Linked DNA regions of Sus scrofa: region 1 is linked to region 2. Evidence: chromatin contacts called from public HiChIP or PLAC-seq data. All regions are on one chromosome and are shown on one strand. The core of a region is the stretch at or near the end of the contact, and the rest is flanking DNA. Distances in the headings are between cores, read along the strand shown.

What was found. HiChIP or PLAC-seq counts read pairs in DNA pulled down with a chosen protein or histone mark.
Region 1: an H3K27ac HiChIP or PLAC-seq map of skeletal muscle shows a contact between it and region 2. The contact joins two enhancer-like sites. A contact is called at or near these places in 1 of 47 Hi-C or Micro-C datasets (embryonic fibroblasts) and 1 of 2 datasets of contacts at active chromatin or transcription factors (skeletal muscle).

What each region holds. Positions count from the first base shown.
Region 1 is chr2:46,819,927-46,823,637 of Sscrofa11.1, reverse strand. No RefSeq gene overlaps it. Among named protein-coding and RNA genes, the nearest start is that of TEAD1, 150 kb to the right of the region's middle. Within about 2 kb of position 1,682, at least 9 of the 83 cell types and tissues checked have an H3K27ac peak or open chromatin away from gene starts, as enhancers often do. A contact at or near this core is called in skeletal muscle, where this site is marked.
Region 2 is chr2:46,569,255-46,572,876 of Sscrofa11.1, reverse strand. All of the region lies in intron 2 of TEAD1 (TEA domain transcription factor 1), which reads left to right. Among named protein-coding and RNA genes, the nearest start is that of TEAD1, 99 kb to the left of the region's middle. Within about 2 kb of position 1,881, at least 9 of the 83 cell types and tissues checked have an H3K27ac peak or open chromatin away from gene starts, as enhancers often do. A contact at or near this core is called in skeletal muscle, where this site is marked.

The sequences.
Region 1 (3,711 bases), core at 433-2,932, 250 kb before region 2:
GGAAGCTTCAGGGAAAAATCTCTGGACTTCAGGGCTGAGCGCCAGGCCTGAAAAGACTCAAGGTCTGAGCTCTGACTGCTAGGGTGAAGGACTGAATTTCATCTGGATCAGCAAGGTACTCCTGGAGAAGGTGGGGCCAACCAGGGCAAAAAATAAGGGGTCTGGACCCAGAGGTGCTCATACAGTTGGTAATGTTTGCCTGAGAAGAGCTAAGAGTCATCAATCCCCCCAGAGTGAGCCATGGTGGGCAGTGGGGTAGCCCAGGAATGCATGTGACAAAAAAAAAAAAAGAATGGAGTCACTCAGAGTTCCCGTGGTGGCTCAGTGGTAGCAAACCTGACTAGAACCCATGAGGATGCAGGTTCGATCCCTGGCCTCACTCAGTGGGTTAAGGCTCTGGCATTGCCATGAGCTGTGGTGTAGGTTGCAAACACAGCTTGGATGGGGCGTTGCTATGGCTGTGGTGTAGGCCAGCAGCTATAGCTCCAGTTGGACCCCTAGCCTGGGGACCACCATATGCCTCAGGTGTGGCCCTAAAAAGACAAAAAAAAAAAAAAAAAAGGAATGAAGGAATGTATACAAGAGACAAGCTGTAAAGTTGCTCAGTCTTGGACACGGACAAGAGTGTCTGGGCTGCAGAGCAGGGCTGGCCCAGGTAGCACGTGAGGTGCATCCTCAGTCAAGGAGCCCTGGGACTCATGTTCTAGAGCCCGCTCCACCCCTGCAATGCCAAGAGATTTGGGGCAAGTCATGTGGCACCTCCGCTTCTGATGAGTGCCTGCAGGAAATGGATGGGCCGCTCAGGAGTGAGAATTTAATGAAGTCACTGTTTGCAACTCTGGGGACAGGGCCGAGGGAGCTCCAGAGGCAAGGGGAGCCCAGCTGTTGCAGCCTCCTGGGGTACAGAGACAAAGTTTGCAAGCAACCTCCTGGGGTACAGAGACAAAGTTTGCAAGCAGTCCTGGAGGGGTATGCAGGGCCGATTCACTCTGAAAACTTTTCCTCATCCAGAAAAGGAGGAAACGCTATCTGTCCCAGGAGGGTGTGAGGACCAGGCACAAGGGGGACTGGGGAACTTCTGAAAGTCCCTTTCAGCCCTTTGAGCCTAGGATTCTCAGCAAATAAAACCACGACAAGGAGGGACTGAGCAGGGTGCCTGGGACAGAAGAGAAAAGTCTCAGAAGCTTATAGCACTAGTCTGGAGACCCAGCAGAGTTCAAGCTTGAGTTTGTGTGGTTTTTTTTGTTTGTTTGTTTTTTAGCATTTTGTACACAAAGGTTTATTTCTCAATTAAGCATTCCCTTCAAACATAAGGAATTAATTCTAAATCTTCATAAAGATGAATTAAAAATGAAATCCCTCCAGTATAATGCACGTATCACTGTGTTTTTGGTCACTACTGGCGTTTCCTATTTACATCAAAAACAAAGACAGGTTATTTAAAAAATCATGCTACTGGATTTCTAGCTCTTCCTCTATGACCAGTCCACACTGATTGAGTTTGAATTTAAATGGCCACCCCAGATGGCACTAACTTCCGTGGGAGAACAATCAGTATACGGGAAAGGAGCAGTTAAAAGGCCCAGGTTCAAATCTGGCTTTGCTACTTATTAGGTAAGGAACAGTCCTCAAGCCTTCTGGCTTACTATCCTGAACTGTACACATGGGAATAAACTCTCACGACCTTGTTATAAGGATTTCTTTCAAGGAGATGATGTGTCACGGTGCCTGGAACACAGTTTGTTCTCATTAACTAGGAGCTTTTTACTTTCCTTTCTTAAGGACACAGAACCTGGAAGGAAATGACCTGGACTTAGAGTGAAGGAGTGAAAAATGAACGTAAAAAAGCAAGTGAGCTGGGCGCGTCTCAGGAGATGGGTTGCCTATGAAACCGGTTCCCTGAAAGGAGGGCTGGGAAAGATCTGAAAGGAACCGCCCCCCACCCCCCATGCTGTAAGGCAAGTAACATGAGACCACAGAGTGACCTGCTGTGAATGTCCAGAGATGACTCAGCCTCGGAGCAGAACGTGGTCCAAAGCACGTACCAGCCGAAGCCCCAGGTCCCCATGGAGTCCTGGTAACTCGAACTTCTTCAAAGGGCATCCCGTGGCTTCCGGGTGCCCTGTGGTTGGGACAGGCTTGTAGGATAAACCCTGGGGCATGTGCTCTCCTCGGGGTGAGGGGCCAGCTCCTCATTAGTTGAGGGAACGACGTGAACTGGGCGCTGAGGAAGCAGCCCTGGACGCAGAGCTGGCAGTTCTGGATGCAATTCCCCCTCTGCCGCTCTTGTGGCTTCTCCTTGAGTCTCCCTCTCTTATCTGCAGAATGGGAGTGATAATAATCTCCCCTGCACAGAGTTTCCACGAGGACTGCAAAAGACCACATGGAATGTAGAAACGCGCCTGCACCCGAGGGCGCGGCGAGATCAAACGGCAGTGGCCTTGCTCGCTGCTCTTTCCCCGAGGCGACCGTGTGATGGAGAAGTGCCTCTCCCCCATCAAAGGCAGATGAAGGGCTAATTCTTCCGAGCCCCAGGCCAGGAGGGAGCTCACACTGCTTGGGGTGGAGAACACAGACTTCCAGGCCCCAGAACTCTGAGTACCAAGATCACAGGCAGAGAAGCCACTTGGGGACTTGGGGTATTAGCAGGGCAGACCAATTAGACAGAGGTGACCTCCATGGTAACTCAGTCCCCAAGACTGTGCTCCCAGCAAACTGAACCACTGCCAATGCTGAGAATTCCCTGTAGGCCCATGGAAGGGGCAGCCCAGTGAGACTGGGCAGTGAGATCCCAGGCGGGAAATACAGAAGCTGGAAGGAGAGGATGCCTGCCTGAGTCAGAGCAGAAGTAACTCCAGTAATTCTCAGACCTCCACCTAGAATGCACTAGGATGCAGGAGAGACTGGGTAAGGTCCCCATCATAGAGTGTGGGATCAGTCATTCCCAACAAATCCTTCTGTTGGGCTCACAGGAGCTCCAGGTATTGCTGATGAGGAAGCCAACATAGGTAGACTCCACCTATAAGCTTAGTGATGCCAGTTCCCAGGACAGGCAACCAAAGAAGCTCCCCACTTCCTATTCTTTGTTGGGAAGGGAAGATATCTTAGGTAGACTGGCTCCTCTCTGGACATGCTTCCTGAAACACCAGCTCCCAGCACAATTCCTGGCCCCTTGCTGGCACTTGGTAAATGTTCCTGCTTTCATTTCCCTAAGGAATGTACTGCCATCCAGACAGAAAACAATACTCATGGACACTCGTGGGCCCAGTCCACTGGAGAAGAGGTCCTGGAAGCAGTCTGGACCCAATGCCCTAGAAAGCACCAAGGCCCCAGCACAACTTAAATGAGAAAAGGCCAAGCAGCCCAGGCCCAGGATCTCCCGCTGCCTGGACCCAGATAACAAGGGAGACAGCTTTTCCTGTGGTTCCCAAGCATCAAAACTCCTCCAGATGCTGGGCTGGGCTCTAGGGGCCCAAAAAGGTCTAAGACACATCTTTGCCCTCAAAGTCGTTGTCCTGGGACTGGTAAATAGAAGGCACAGAGTAGGGGTAAGTGTTGAAAGAAGGACAGGGGTGGGATCGTGAAGGACCCCAAAAGTCAAGCTATAGGATGGTCCTTGTCCGGCGTTGAGGAACCAGAGAGGGTCTCTAAGTTTCTCTAAGCACAGAAGTGATAAGATCAGACGTGACTGTGCAAGGAGAGGGAAAGAAG
Region 2 (3,622 bases), core at 632-3,131:
ATCACTATAAATGGTATAGCTGGATGTTTTCAAAACCAGGTCTGGGAGTTCCCATCGTGGCTCAGCGGTTAGTGAACCCGACTAGAAACCATGAGGATGCCAGTTCGATCCCTCGCTTTGCTCAGTGGGTTAAGGATCTGGCATTGCCTTGAGCTGTGGTGTAGGTCACAGACTCAGCTTGGATCCCGCATTGCTGTGGCTCTGGCATAGGCCAGCGGCTGCAGCTCCGATTAGACCCCTAGCCTGGGAACCTCTATGTGCTGTGGGTGTGGCCCTAAAAAGACAAAAAACAAAACAAAACAAAACAAAAAACCCATTTCTCCCTGACTCCCAAACCTGGGCTCTTTCCACTACGCTTTCATTCCTTCCTTGCTGGAGGTCATCATAAGTTAATTTAACAAATTGGTATTGAGCACTGCCTACATTCTAGCCCCGTATGAGGGGTTGTCAGGGATATAGCAGTGAGCCAGACAGACATGGTCCCTGCCCGCATGGAGCAAGTTCATTTGCAGGAAACACTGACCTGAGGTCAGGGCTGCGTGCCAGAGCTTTCTGGGAAGTCTGAGAGCCCTTTGAAGATGGTCACCTTCCACTTAGCCTTTTGAAGCCTGTTCTTGGCCACTAGTATCCAGGGCACCTGGCCCAATGCTGGCAGGAAGAAAGTGTCTCAAATATCGCAGTGGGGAGGATCCTAGATCACAAGGCTGGCCTTGGTGGTGGCCAGGAAGATGTCTGGAAGATTCTGGTGCTGTAGGATCCTACAGGCAGCCAGGGCACAGCAATTGCTGGACAATGACTGTCTCTTTATGAGTAGGTGTCTTCAGGGACTTTGGTCAGGTTGGCTCCGGGGCTGCCCCCTTTCTTGTTGGGATGCCATGCCTGCTGGTCAGCTATCACAGAGCTGAGTTGTGTCGAATAGAAAAGATGAGGAGGAAGACATCTCTTGGCCAGGCCTCCCCAATTGCTGACCTGAGCCGTCCTGGCCAGGAGAGCACAGGAGTTGGACTTGCCTCTTTGCTTACTTCATAGAAGCACAAGGCAGAAGAGAGAAGGGGCCCTTTCAGTGAGGTGGTGGCAGAACTGACAAAGGGGCATCAGAAGGAGTGCATGCAAGCAGATAGGAGTGTGCACCAGTTAATCAGAGCAGGCAAACAGGCTGACATCTGAGGTCCCTAGGCTCCTCCTAATTTGGAGGACAGGTCAAGGAAATGCAACGCCATTCCTTTCTAAGACAGTGGGCTTTCTGTGAGCTCCAGGAAGGTGGTCTGTGTCTGTGGAAATGACTATAGAATCGAAGCCTTGTAGTATCCCCAGGCCTTGGAGGAAGGAGCCTTGAGGACTGAGCTGAACCTGTTCTTTCCGGTTCTTAATCTGAGCATCATTTAGCATCTTTGATTTCTTTTTTCTGTCTGACCTGTGATTCAGGATATTATTTCAAGTGAATTAGCTAGGAACGTGCAGTACAAAGAGCTGTGCCCTTAGAACAGGCCAGAAGCTCCATAAGGCTGAGACCCCACCATGACTGTCTTGCTGGACGTAGAAGGTGTCAGTGATGTTTGTTGAATGTACACATATGTGAACTATTGTTTAAAACAAAGAAAGGGGAGTCAATAGGCCTCTGAGCCTTGAGAGGAACTGGCTAGAAAGGAAGGGCGAAAGCAGGAAAAAAAAAAAATGAGAGAGAAAAAGATGTTTGTATATTTAATAGTCTCTTAGTCTGAGAAGGAAGAAATGCTATTTTTTTGTGTGTGATGTGTATTGACAAATGCTAGTTCCAGAGGCAGGAAGGATTTCTGTCCAAATAGGCAGAGTAGTGGAACAAGGGTTAATTCAGGGATCCTCAGAACAGATGAGTAATGGGAGATTTTGAAATAGTTTGGTTCCTGTGAGAGTAGCAAAGTCAGAGTCATCAGTGTTTGGATTGGGAAGCTTAACATATTGGCAGCGGTGGTGGGGGAGGGGGTTGGCAGAGGTTGGGCCTACCAGGGTTTATGCACAAGGTGTGAGCCCTTATGTAATCCAGGTTTAAAAAAAGCTGATTAGGATGGCTCAAGAACTGGTCATAAGCAGAGATAAAAAAGATAATGTTAAATTATCACTGAGTTGGAAAGTTATGCTTTCCAACAGCTTTCCGTGGCAGTGCATGAGCACTGGGATTCAGGAAGACATGGGTTCATAAATTGTTGAGTGAAAGCCTGTACTGTGCTTTGACTGTGAGTGGGGACTATAGGTATAAAGCAATTAAGATAGCTGACCTGTTTGACCACTTACTGTGTGCTAGGCACTTTCTCATTGCTTTAGAATATGTTATCTTGCTTATTCCTCAGAGCAACCCAGTGACAGGGGTTACCATGATTACCCCCAATTTACAGCTGAGGAAGCTGAGGCCCACCAAGGTCAAGTTATTTGCTCAAGGTCACAGTAAATAAGTGGTGGGGTTGACATTTGAAAGTCAGCTTAATACAACAAGCCAGCTAGTATGACTAACTGCAGTATTGATAGGGAAGGAAGTCTATATACTAGGGATATATACAGCTCAGTGGTATGGCAGCAGAAAGTGGGATTACTTATGATTGGGGAATGCATGTGTCCATATTTAAAAATGCAGGGAAGTAGAAGAGTTAGAGTCTGAGAGGCAGACTTAGATGGGCTAGCTTTGTTCAGTGGGAAAAAGGCCACTTAAGTGTTTTTTTGTATTTTTTTTATTTTTAGCGTGTGTTTTTGTTTTTAAACTTACTTTGGATGGCAGACCCCCTTTGAGAATCTATAGAAAGTTGTGGATCTCCAAAAAAAACAAAATGCTTATTTGTGCATAGTTATGGAATTGTTGCATATAACTTCAGATGATTTCTGAAGCCTAGGTCAAACCTGCTACTGTGGGGAGAGAGGGAAAGGAAGGGCACTTAGGCCTAAGGGAACAGCGTGATAAAGGCACAAAGTCCTTAGAGGGCACAGCTCTGGTGCTCTTAGAACTGAAGGTGTGTCCTGGGGGGGTGGTATGGTGAATGAGCCTGGAAATGTGGGCTGGCACTGCATCATGGAGGGCCCTGAGTGCCTGGTGGCCATCCTGGAACAAAGGAAAGCCATTGCATCTTTTTAGGAGAGATGATGTGACTTTGCCTGTGTTTGACAACGCCAACTCTGGAGGTATGAAGACAAGTTAGATGGCTATTGCAGTAGGTCAGTCGGAGAGGATGAGCCAAAAGTACCTAATGTCAGTGCTGGCAGAGAAGTTTTGGTGGTAAAACCAATAGGACTGGTTGACAGAATGGGATTTGTGCATGAGAAGGAGGGGTTGAAGATGATTCTAGGATTTGTTGCTGGGTGATGAGGAAGATGGCAGGACTGTGAACTGCATGGGGAGTGGAGATGAAAGAGGCAATTTATAGAGAGGAGAGGGATGGGGAGTTGAATTTTGTCATGTGCTGGAGGCACAGAGTGCCATCCGGATGAAGATGATCTGTGAGGTTTAGAAATTCCTGCCTGGAGGTCAGGCAGGTTGGAGTTGCTGGGACAGTTTCGTGGCTCACATGCAGAGAGGTAATGAGAATAGGGAAAAACCCAGGCTCACGGTGTTATGGTAAAAGTGGCATGGATTTTTTTTTTTTTTTTTTTTTTTTTT